Linked DNA regions of Mus musculus: region 1 is linked to region 2. The links are chromatin contacts, called in public Hi-C maps. All regions are on one chromosome and are shown on one strand. The core of a region is the stretch at or near the end of the contact, and the rest is flanking DNA. Distances in the headings are between cores, read along the strand shown.

The links. Hi-C and Micro-C count contacts between places; a contact is called where the count stands out from the background.
Region 1: a contact with region 2 is called in a Hi-C map of granulocyte-monocyte progenitors, with 2.5 times the contacts expected there. The contact joins the promoter of Igsf11 here to the enhancer-like site in region 2. A contact is called at or near these places in 2 of 484 Hi-C or Micro-C datasets (beige adipocytes and granulocyte-monocyte progenitors) and 2 of 115 datasets of contacts at active chromatin or transcription factors (both in embryonic stem cells).

The regions. Positions count from the first base shown.
Region 1 is chr16:38,900,209-38,905,979 of GRCm38.p6, reverse strand. Igsf11 (immunoglobulin superfamily, member 11) reads right to left here and starts at 3,635. Exons shown (of 7, transcript NM_170599.2): 1 at 3,421-3,635. The coding sequence starts at 3,472.
Region 2 is chr16:38,632,836-38,638,535 of GRCm38.p6, reverse strand. It overlaps Arhgap31 (Rho GTPase activating protein 31), which reads left to right. Exons shown (of 12, transcript NM_020260.2): 3 at 1,495-1,639. Gm36482 (a long non-coding RNA gene) reads right to left here. Exons shown (of 6, transcript XR_003951954.1): 4 at 4,258-4,511. Among named protein-coding and RNA genes, the nearest start is that of Gm36482, 21 kb to the right of the region's middle. Within about 2 kb of position 1,620, at least 74 of the 459 cell types and tissues checked have an H3K27ac peak or open chromatin away from gene starts, as enhancers often do. A contact at or near this core is called in granulocyte-monocyte progenitors, where this site is marked.

The sequences.
Region 1 (5,771 bases), core at 2,386-4,885, 270 kb before region 2:
GGGAAAAGTCGCAGGCACTGTGCTTACAGCAGGACCCAAAGTTAGGGATCCAACGACCCTTCTTCAAAACGCCAAGCATACATAAAAGCTGAGGAAGTTGAAGCCAATTGTTATCTGTAACAATTGATCTAGAGCCCTTATTTTAAATAAACTGGTCCTAGAGGGGTGTGTAGAATAAAGTGAACGGGTGCTTCATTATTCAGCCTGGGTTCCACCATAGAACTCTTCATGTAGTCCAACAGGGCTTCAAACTTGTAATCTTCCTGTCTCAGCTCCCAGATGCACCAAATTACAGAGCACACCCCCACAGCAGGCTTAGAGATAGTGTGAATGAGAAAGCAACCACCCCTCAACTCTGTACCAACTCAGCCAGTCCCCCTCCCTCACCTCCTGCCGCCGCCGCCCACCGCAGCGACTAGACTGTGACTAGACTCTTGTGGCCCAAGCTCATCACCTACCTCCCTTGCCACTGAGTCACATGGCTTGAGTATGAAGATTCAAATGAGGATGTCTGTTATAGGTGTTTCCACTCCTGAAGTGTGAAAACGCGTCTGAAGATATACCACTTACTGTTACCAGGGGGGGAGAAGCCCAAACACGAGTCTCCAGCCTCGCACATGAGGTCTGACAACAGTACTTAGCAGAACACTGTAAAAGCTCCGGATGACTGGGTGTTTAAACTGAGTCCTGTATGCTGAGTAAGCTGATCCTCTCTGAACTCTTCACACGCTGTCTCTCTCAAGATGGCCAAGCTACAGATTTTGACTTAAAAAAAAAAAGTGAGGCCTTCCAAAAACAGTTGCACATCAAATTTTAAAGCTGGGAAATTGAAATTTATAGTCAGCTTCTCAAAATAACAACGATAAAATATTTCGTGACTTTTTCTTTTGGATACGGCCTTTTTTTTTTTTAACACACTTCCTCAAATTCTGTGAAATTACCTGCTCTTTCAAAGAACGGCCAATAAAAGAAGTATTTCAGATACTCTTCTGTTTATTTGTTGAGAGAGCCTTATTATGTATCCCTGGCTGGCCTGGCACTCACTCTGTAGCTGAGGTTAGCCTTCAACTCACTGAGATTCACCTGCCTCTGCCTCTTGGGTGCTGGGATTAAAGGCAAATGTGGCCTTACCTGACTCATTTAAACTCGTCTAAGCCATTGGTGGAATTGCACAGTAGTAAACTTTTCTATACAAATTCCCTACAAACTTATTTCACAGAAACTGAACAAAAAATAACAGCAATATGCTTGTCTTTCTTTTACTGAAGAGATGTTTATATTTCTGGTGCATTGTTCCCCCATTACCGCTGTTGGTCACTCAAACAGAATCCAACTTTTCCCACTTTGGAACAGAATCGATGTCACAGAAGTTCTAAAGACACACCGCAACCCAGTCAAAGCGACGCTGCCGCTGTCTGGGTCAAGAATTCAAGGAGGACACAACTTTCTCCTGGGCACTGCAAAATAGAACCACCCCACTCTCTCTCAGCACAGCCTCCCCTGGGCCTGTGGGGAAACAGCTCTGTGGCCTTTCTCAAGACAAAGCCCTAACTCAGCTTGCCCTCCCTCCCCCCACCCCTCCCCTCCGCCTTTTCTCTGCCCCTCCAGTTAGAGATCTGCCCTCTCATTAGAACCCGCCCACACACACTCTCCGTTCAAATATACTTCAGCTCCAATGTTTCTTGAGCTATGAAGGCCCAACCATCCTCCATTTAGATAATCTAAATTCTAGGCCAAGTCCAGATCGAAAGCTCACTTTGCCGTGAAATAAATATTCCTTGATGCCGCTGGCAAATGCGACTCAACATTTATTTGTTGTACCATCAAGTGTTTGGGCATGCTGATATTTAAGATCTTAAGAAGATCCCATTAGGGCTACAGACATATCCTCCCACTGTCTCCCTGCCCCACCCACCCACCTGATGCCCAAGTGCACCCAGTGGTAGCAAAGGAAATATCTGCCGAACAGAGGAACACGTTTTTTGAGAGTTAAAAGTGGCTCTACAGAACAGACCATCTCAAAGACGGGAACAACCTTGGAAGTCCTCAGAATCAGTCTAGTATTGAGTAGAAATCCTTCCAACCCAAAGCAAAGGCATAAATCAGGTGTCTGCCTATGAGTGATCCTAGAAACAAAATCACCTTTTTAAAAGTACTGCCTAATAAATTCAAAACACAAACTCTATCGGCCAACTAAGTTTCATGACAGATTTTCCAACTTAGTTTAACGACAGATCTTTCTATCAAAACCATTTGGAGCTGTTATTACAGCAACGTTTACAGCATTTCAGCTGTGTTCAAGGATTATGAGGAACATCTATGAATTCGCTTATTTCACCTTTGACAGAAGGACAGGAAGACACAGGCCTGCTGAAAGCAGTGAATGACAAACTCAGTTTGGAAGCTCAAGCGCATAAATGCACACTTTGGTATGTGACCTCACTACGTGTATAGTGTCACTAAAAAATATGCCTACTGAACTTCAAGACGTCAGAACACGGTCCCTGGTATCGTCATGGACGGTAACAGGCCAGTTTGCTATGCTTTCTCCTATACCAGGTGAACGACCTAAAACTGGGTTACATCAAGATTAAAACATCGTTTATTCAAGTAAGGCCATAAAAATGACTGGAGACCTACAAAGATGTCTAGAGAGAAATAGAATTAACCACAGCACACTCCATCACTGCACTAGCTTCTTAAAGAGAAGCCTTCTGGACAAATTTCAGCAAACCTCAGCAACCAATTACTGAGTCAGAAAACTTGATTCCACAGAACAATGCACACACAAAGGCAGGATTGTAGAAAAGGACATTCAGAGCCTGCCTATGATGATTACTGGGGGGAAAACAAAACGTTAAGAAAAACTTAAGAAATCAAATTTGAATAACCAACTGTTTTCAAGCGCTTGCTCATATTGCTACATTCTATGTATTTTTATAAGGCAACTTAGACCCTTCTGGTTACAAAACGAAGTGTAAATAAACTTTGCTTTCGGATGTAATCGAGCGTTTGGGTTTTTGTTGTTGTTGTTGTTTGTTTTTTTAATAAAGTGAAATGTTTACCCCTGCATATGTTTTAAAGGTTATAATGAAGTTACAACTTTAAATCTGAAAAAAAAAACTTTTAATCAATTTAATTCTTTTAATATCGCAAACTCCTTCAAGGCTGTGGTAAAGCTACAAAGTTTTCCTGGAGCCCTCTAGTAAGGGCAGGCGACTCTAACACTATTTCTAAGTGGACTGGCAGCGGGAGTTCGTTCCGGGAAGTGGCGGCGGGGAGCGGCGCTGGGGTTACAGCGCTTGGGGACACCTGGCAGACGCGGGCCTCCGCTACCGCCCCGGGGCAGCCGGTTCCCAGGCCCTGCGGGCACCAGCGGGCTCGGTCCCCCGAGGCGGCAGGACAAGCTGAGTTACTCACCGAGCAGCGACACGAGCAGCCAGGACGCCGGAGCGGAGCGCCGCCGAGTCATGCCGGAGCCGCCGGGGGAGCCGCCGTCCGCCGGGCTCCTGGGCGGCGGGGTGCAGCGTGGGACCAAGCGGGACACGGGAGCGCCGAGGCCACTCCGCTCCGCCGAGGCTCGGGGCAGGCTCGGGCGTCCCGGGCTCGCCGGCCGCCGCGGCCACCACCAGCCGCCGCAGCCACTCCCCCCAGCTCCCGCCAGCTCTTCCCCAGCCGGGGGCTCGGCACCGCCTGCCCACTCGCCGAGCGGTCTCCAGGGCAACCGCGACTCCAGTGCGACGCCTAGTGGCCAGCCGCAGAATGCACAGAACTCAAGGCTGGCGCGGCCAGGCCACCTGCTCTGGTCCCCATGAAACCTGCAAGGACAGGTTGAACCTAAAACCCCAAAGTGGCTTCCCTCAGATCCAACTCGTCTTTCTTGGCTGAAGTTTTCAAACAGTCCCTACTCTGACCATTTTAGTCTCTCCTGAAAACCATTTAATCTATCTGAAAGAACCTTAGGAGTCTTTTAGAAGACAGGAAGACCTTTAGGAAAGTTAACCTGTCCAAGGGATGAGTTCCCTTATTGTAGTCCAGTGCAGAGTCGTCAGCCCTGAAACCATATACAAACAACAAAAAACCGGATTGCATCTCCATAGATGGATGGATGGATGGATGGATGGATGGATGGATGGATGGGCAGACAGATAGATATGCATACACAGGCATGTGTAACTAAAAAAGAGGTTAATAACTTGAGAATGGGGAGAACACGGGAGGAGTTTTAAAAGAGGGTATGGCTGGGAAGAGATGGAGGGAAGAGACCAAAGGAAAGACAAAAGTGATGTAATGCTATTTCAATTAAAACCAGGATGATCTAAAATGCCTGACCTTTCCATCTAAGCCTCCCAAGCCCTGGGATTACAGGCCTGCAGCCATGCTTGTCATCTTCCAATGTCTTAAGTGATTCCTCACCAAGCTCACGTTTCCTTAGACTGCTTTTTAACACCGAGTACTGTCTTGCCTTGACTGTGGCACCTGTGTCTTCGATGGATGTTTTTACCTTTTGCTTGTTTGCTCTGGTTAGACTGAAGAGGCCTTCATAACATTTGAAATGCTTTTACTTATTTGAACAGCATTACCCACCCATCCTTTCCCAATTTAGTTTCTGTTTCCTCCTACAGCCCGAAGTCATTTTCTGCTTCCACACCCACACTGAGCCTTGGAGTTTTGAGGACCTACCTGCCCATGAACCTCCCAGACATGAGATCAGATTCTGAACAGCTTAGATTAGAACTCCTGTAGCCCTTCAGAATTCTGAACCCCGACACCTCACAGAACCAATTTTGCCAGGACAACTCAGAAACAATAGTATACTCAGGAGCATGGCAAATGTAGAAAACAATGTTTTAAAGAGAAGTATATTTGCACAATGATTTAAGGCTGTGTAGGAAAAACAAAAATATCAAGAAAGTAGAATTATAAAACTAATTTAAATATTGAAATGTTATATTTTGAAGAAGAAGAAAAAAAGGAGAAGTTTTAAAATGCCAATCACTAGAGCACTGAGAGAGGAACACTTGGTTTTTGCAGAAGACCCGAGTTCTGTTCCCAGTACCCACGTGGTGGCTCACAACCATCTGTGATCCAGTGTCCTCTTCTGACCTCTGAAAGAACCAGGCTCACATGTGGTGTGTATACAACTGCCGGTCCAGCATGGCCTTGGTGGGGGCAGAATGACAAGGTTCCTGCCCCTAGGACAGGGCCACCAGGCACCAGTGTCGGTGGCTGCTGTGAGCCTGGGGCTTGAATGTATAATAATGTACAAATTTTATGTTCCTCCTTTAAGTAATGTCCTTCCTGTTAACATTAATGACTCCATGATAACCAGAGACATCGAGAGTCAAGGAGGCAAAGGTATAGCTAATGTCTTAGCAAAATGATAAAAACTGGACCCTTCAGGCTGTGGGAAAAGACTCTTAAAAACATGGATTAGAAAATATGTAATTTCTCAACTATGCAAAAATATAACAATGCAATATGAATTGTATAAGGGGCTTTGCAGATCTAAAGGGACAGAGGCAGCTACAGCATGAGCCAGCTTGTCAGAAAGATACTAAGACAGGCAGATACAAATGTAGGCAGATTCCTGAGTCCAGGATCAGCCTGAGACAGAACAAATTTAGGTCCAAGTGTGCTAGAAATGGGTAACTTCAAGACAGCATCTCACCCAGCTAGCTTTTCAGTATGTGCTGAACAGAGGCAGGCAGATCTCTGATTTCTTTCGCAATGTTAAAAGAAAATGTGTGTTTGCTAAGAATTAAGTGGCT
Region 2 (5,700 bases), core at 371-2,870:
GTGACTCTTAGGTCTGAAGTCCACGACACCGTAGCTGGCATCCAGAAAGATACTTAGGTAGGGGGAGTCTTTTTCATTTACAGAGTGCCTTAGCCTTGACCAGGGAAAATCTGGGCAAAATAAATGAATAAATTGTAGATTCTTCTCTCCTGATCTCAGAGAAACAAACACATGCACGTATGTCCACAGATTCACGGGACCCCTCTCTTCTCTGTCCCCATGAGTTACCTTTAGGTCCTTACAGTATTGGAGCGTTTCCCACTCTTCTTTGAAGAGATGGAACAGAGTACAGGGGCGCAATGGGCTGCTTTGAAAAATGTTGGTTCTCGGACTCTTGTGGGGTTTATCCCTGCCTAACTGAGGAGTACACTCGGGAGCTTAAATATAGAAATATTAAAACCATTTAAAAACCATATTTGGGGCCGGGCGTGGTGGCACACGCCTTTAATCCCAGCACTCGGGAGGCAGAGGCAGGCAGATTTCTGAGTTCGAGGCCAGCCTGGTCTACAAAGTGAGTTCCAGGACAGCCAGGGCTATACAGAGAAACCTTGTCTCAAAAAACCAAAAAAACAAACAAACAAACAAAACAAAACAAAACAAAAAACCATATTTGTAGCTTACAAGTATTTACAGTGTGAGGCAGTGCACGCATGTAAGGAAATGTTTTCTGATTTGACGTCAAACATAAACTGGAGCTGGTAGTTCAGGCCCATGAGCCCAGCACTCAGGAGAATGAAGAAATAATGACATCAGTTCAAGACCAACCTAGCCTGTATCCTGTTTCAAACAACATGGATCAAAGGGAAAGAAAACAAAGTAAAAGGAACGAAAGAAAATGGTGCAGACGCCTACTCTAGACCCAAATGGTCTTGGTGTGCCTGGAATCCCAACTGTGGACTGACTGCTTAAGACATTCACATGCTGGAGTGACACCTAAGAGTCACCACTAAGCCACCTAAAAAATAAACAGTTCCGCTAAGCGACAGAGAGATGGTTGAGTTAGGTCCACAAACCTTGGGTTTGAGTATCTGGTTAAAGGGAATTTGAGACATGACTGTGGAAATGTGGGATAAGACCTGACACTGTTCCCACCCCCTGCCTCACCCCACTTCCCAGTTTTGGGTCTCACCGCTAAAAAAAAAAAGACGGGGGGGGGGGGGCTACATTTTGAGTAATGCTTTAGAAAAACTGAAATCTCAGTAGACATTTTATATCCCCCTGGCCCCCCGCCAAGACACAGATACGGTGCCGTGGGGACTTCTGGACACAAATGAGTTTTCTGACGTCAAGTCACAAACGACTTCCAAGCAAACATCAGCCTCCAAAAGCGGTGTCTCTCCAATGGCCTTCTGGTGCCCGGAGTGGAGTGGAGGTCAGGCAGGACCCCAGGCACATCGGCAGTGGAGGCTCTTTTGACTCCTGTGCCTCCAAGCAGCTGCTGACAAGGATCCCATGGTCCCTGGGGTTGTTATGTCTCCATCTCTGTTGTTCCAGGCAAGAGTTTGGCTCAGATCAATGCCCAGATCTGACAAGGGAAGTGTACCTTCAAGACATCCACTGTGTGGGCTCCTTGTGCAAGCTCTACTTCCGGGAGCTGCCCAACCCCCTCCTGACCTACGAGCTCTATGAGAAATTCACGGTGAGTGTTTGGGTTTCTATTGTGGTTAGCGGGTGGGATGCACGGACCGGCCAAGGGCAGTTTCGACACTGAAATAACAATAACACAAGTCGCCAGCTGGTTGGCATTATCTTAGCATGGTGGTGGATGTAAGATGGCAAGGGAAGGAGAGTGGTCGAGCTGTTTGCTAACTGCTCCTTCCTTGAATTCTCAGAATGATGCTGTTTGTTTTGAGAGCTGGGTTAAATTATTTCTCTGCTTATCCAACTGAATGCGCCTCATTGTTCAGGGAGGAAACTGAGAACCAAAGAAGTAAAGTGGCTGGCCCAAGGTCACACAGCAGAGGCAGGGCAGGAATCTCAGGCCTCTGGTGCTTGCTATACATCGTGATGGTTCTCTCTCTTTTTTTTTTTTTTCCAAAAGAGTGTTCTTTCTGTGTTTGCCTGGGGGCTTGGGGGAACAGACCGGTAGGCAGGAAAGATAGAGTTCCCCCAACCCCACCCCATTGCAAACATCAAAAGACTTTATCAGAGAGCTACAAAGAGAAGAGAGAGAGAGAAAAAAAAAACAGCAAAGCACCTGGGCCAGGGGAAGAGAGGATGGGATAGCCAATGGGCTGCTGATGCAAGAGTGAAATAGCTGCACTGTGCTTGCTTGTATGGCTACCAAATGAGGCACCCGTGGGTGAGCAGAAAGGATGGCACAAAACACGTGGTTAAAGCAAATGTTAATGCCAGGCTTGACAAGGTAGCCGGGCGCAGAGTAACAAAGCCTGCAGCCAGGCTCTCTCTCAAGTTCAGATCCAAGCTTGTGATGTGTGTGTGTGTGTGTGTGTGTGTGTGTGTGTGTGTGTGTGCCCAGACAGGAGGAAAGGAGTGTGCAGGAAGTCGGGGAGGGCAACAGAACACATGTGACCCGAATGTAGAAAGAGGCTTTGGTGGGTGGAAGGGACAGAGGGACTGAAGCAGAGGGAAAGTAGGGAAGAGACAGGCAAGAACGGATCTTGTTGGACGTGTTATAGTGAAAGCTAATACCAAGCATGTTAATTTAAAAAAATTAATAGATTAAAAAAATTAAAATAGGACCACATGAGTTCAATTCCTAGCAACCACATGGTGGCTCACAACCATCTGTAAAGGAATCTGATGTCTCTTCTAGTGTGTCTGAAGACAACTACAGTATATTTATATACATAAAATAAATAAATCTTTTTTTAAAAAGAAAAGAAAGTCTTGGGAGAGTTGGAGTCTAGAAGAAACACACACCACAGATAACTTTTTAAGAAAAAATTAATTTTTTAAAGGCTTAAAAGGCAGCACTCAGAGAGCACCCGATTGCTCTTCCAAAGGTCAGGAGTTCAAATCCCAGCAACCACATGGTGGCTCACAACCATCCTCTCTTCTGGAGTGTCTGAGGACAGCTACAGTGAACTTACATATAATAAATAAATAAATAAATAAATAAATAAATAAATCTTAAAAAAAAAAAAAACTTGGGAGGCAGAGGCAGGTGGATTTCTGAGTTTGAGGCCAGCCTGATCTACAAAGTGAGTTCTAGGACAGCCAGGGCTACACAGAGAAACTCTGTCTCGGAAAAAAAAAAAAAAGGCAGCACTCGGGAGGCAGAGGCAGGCGGATTTCTAAGTTCAAAGCCAGCCTGGTCTACAAAGTGAGTTCCAGGACAGCCAGGGCTATACAGAGAAACCCTGTCTTGAAAAAAAAAAAAAAAAAAAAGGAAGGGTATTCAAGAATAGTATTTGTTTTGATGTATTAGCTCTTTTGTATAATAATTGTCATAACCTTGCCCACAGACTACATTGAATTTTAGTGAAAAAGAACCCAAAGCACACAGAAACCTTAGTCATAAACACTGGCGACTGCACCAACCTTAGCTGCTGATGTGGACTTGTGAGTAGCTAGAGCAATTCTTGACAAAAAAGCCTCAGAAATGGTTCCTTCCTAATTCTGTCAGCAACAGCCTTGGGTCAAAACACCTACCCCAGCCTACCCCTATCCTTGTGGTGCCCTCACGGGGACTGGAAAAAGTAGGGAAAGTAGAGGGGAAAAAGCTGGAAGACAATATTTGTCAACTTGATTGAAGGAAATGACATGAATTCAGACAGTTTATTGACACTAAAAAGTAAAATGGGGATGTTTTGTTTTGATTACAAAAGTAGGGCCTACAAATGTTAATTCTGTTGCAGCCTTTGTCCCTTAGTAGTGTCTGTGCCTGCAGTAGTGAATGTGATGGTCTGAACAAACTTTAGACATAGGAAAATAGCTGTTACATTCTGACATTTTGTTTAACTCACCTGCATAGCTGAAGTCAAATACCACCTCGTTGGATGAACAAGAGGATTCAAATAATAATAGAATAATAATATTAACAATGATAACAGCTGCCTTGTAATTGAGCGACTTCTGTCCTAAACTCAAATAGGATCTCACAAGCTGGGCAGCGGTGTCACACACCAGCACTTGGAAGGCAGACGCAGGTGGATCTCTGTGAGTTCAAGGTCAGCCTGGTCTACAGAGCCAAGTTCTGGGACAGTCAGGGCTACGTAGAGAAACCATGTCTCAAAAACACAAAACAAAACACAAAACAAAACCAAACAAGATCAGTAGGAGCTCATTTAGTACCTTATGGATGAAGCAGGTGTTAATGTCACTCACAGGCAGGTGAGTACTGCTCACAGGCGGAGATAAAGATTAAAAGTCTGTCCATAGCTCCCACACCACTCAAATACAGCACGGGTTCTGAAGTCATCGGCTAATGACAAGAGACACACTGAAGGACGAGGTCCAGAAGCGGTATTGAGAGTCGGCTAAAGACAGGAAAAACCAAATTGTCTTCGTTTCATTGACAGGTCGAAGGATGTCCCCACCATAAAAGCCTAGGGAATAAGTAACAAAAGACAGATTTGACAAACAAATATTCCCCTTGGGCTGGAGAGGTAGCTTCAGAGTTAGGAACACTGGCTTCTCTTCCAGGGGACCCACATCTCCAGTTCCAGGGGATTCAACATACTTTTCTGATCTCAAGCACCAGGCACCCATGTCATATGCAGACATACATGCTAGCAAAAGTCCCATACACATGAAGTAAAATAAGCATATGCATACATACATATATATACACACATAGTTAATATATATTATTATATGTAATATATTACATATGTTATATATAATATGTGTGTGAATATGTATTCATTCTCAAACAGAACATAAGGTATGCTCCTGTAATCTCAGCAGTGGGAGATGAAGGCAAAGGAAGGAGAATTCGGGGCCAGCTGTAACTGCGAAGTAGAAGGCCAGGCAGGGCTACATGAAACTGTCTGTTACAAACACACCATTCTTAAGAAAATGACAAAGAGATTGCTATTCTGTAGTTACAGAAAACTACTGCTTGTCAATAAAAAGAAACCACCTTACGCTGCATTGAATGAATGAGCGCAAGACTTAGACAACTCAGAGGAACAAAATTACATAAAAACTACTAGAAAGATATATTTGCATGTTTCGTTTTTAAAGATTTGTTTCAATTTATATGTATGAGTGTATATACGTAGATGCCTAAGAGGCCAGAAGAGGTCATGAGATCCCTAGACCTGACGTTACAGGTGGCTATGGGTTGCTATGTGTCTACAGGGAACCAAACCTGAGTTCTCTGCAAAGTCAGTATGTGCATTACCAGATGAGCATTACCAAATGCTTCTCAGTCATTTAAAAATAAATTTCAGGGCTGGAGAGATGGCTCAGTGGTTAGAAGTACTGACTGCTCTTCTGAAGGTCCTGAGTTCAAATCCCAGCAACCACATGGTGTCTCACAACCATCCGTAATGAGATCTGACGCCCTCTTCTGGTGTGTCTGAAGACAGCTACAGTGTACTTACATATAACAATAAATAAATCTTTAAAAAGAAAAATAGGTAAATAAAAATAAATAAAATTCAATGTTATAGTTCATGCTAGCAAGCATGTGAGAAGACCCACTCTTTATAATCTACTGGAAATATAAATTAGGTGGATATCCCATTATGACCAAGGTCCTAATAACATTATGTTCTTTAATCTAATAAC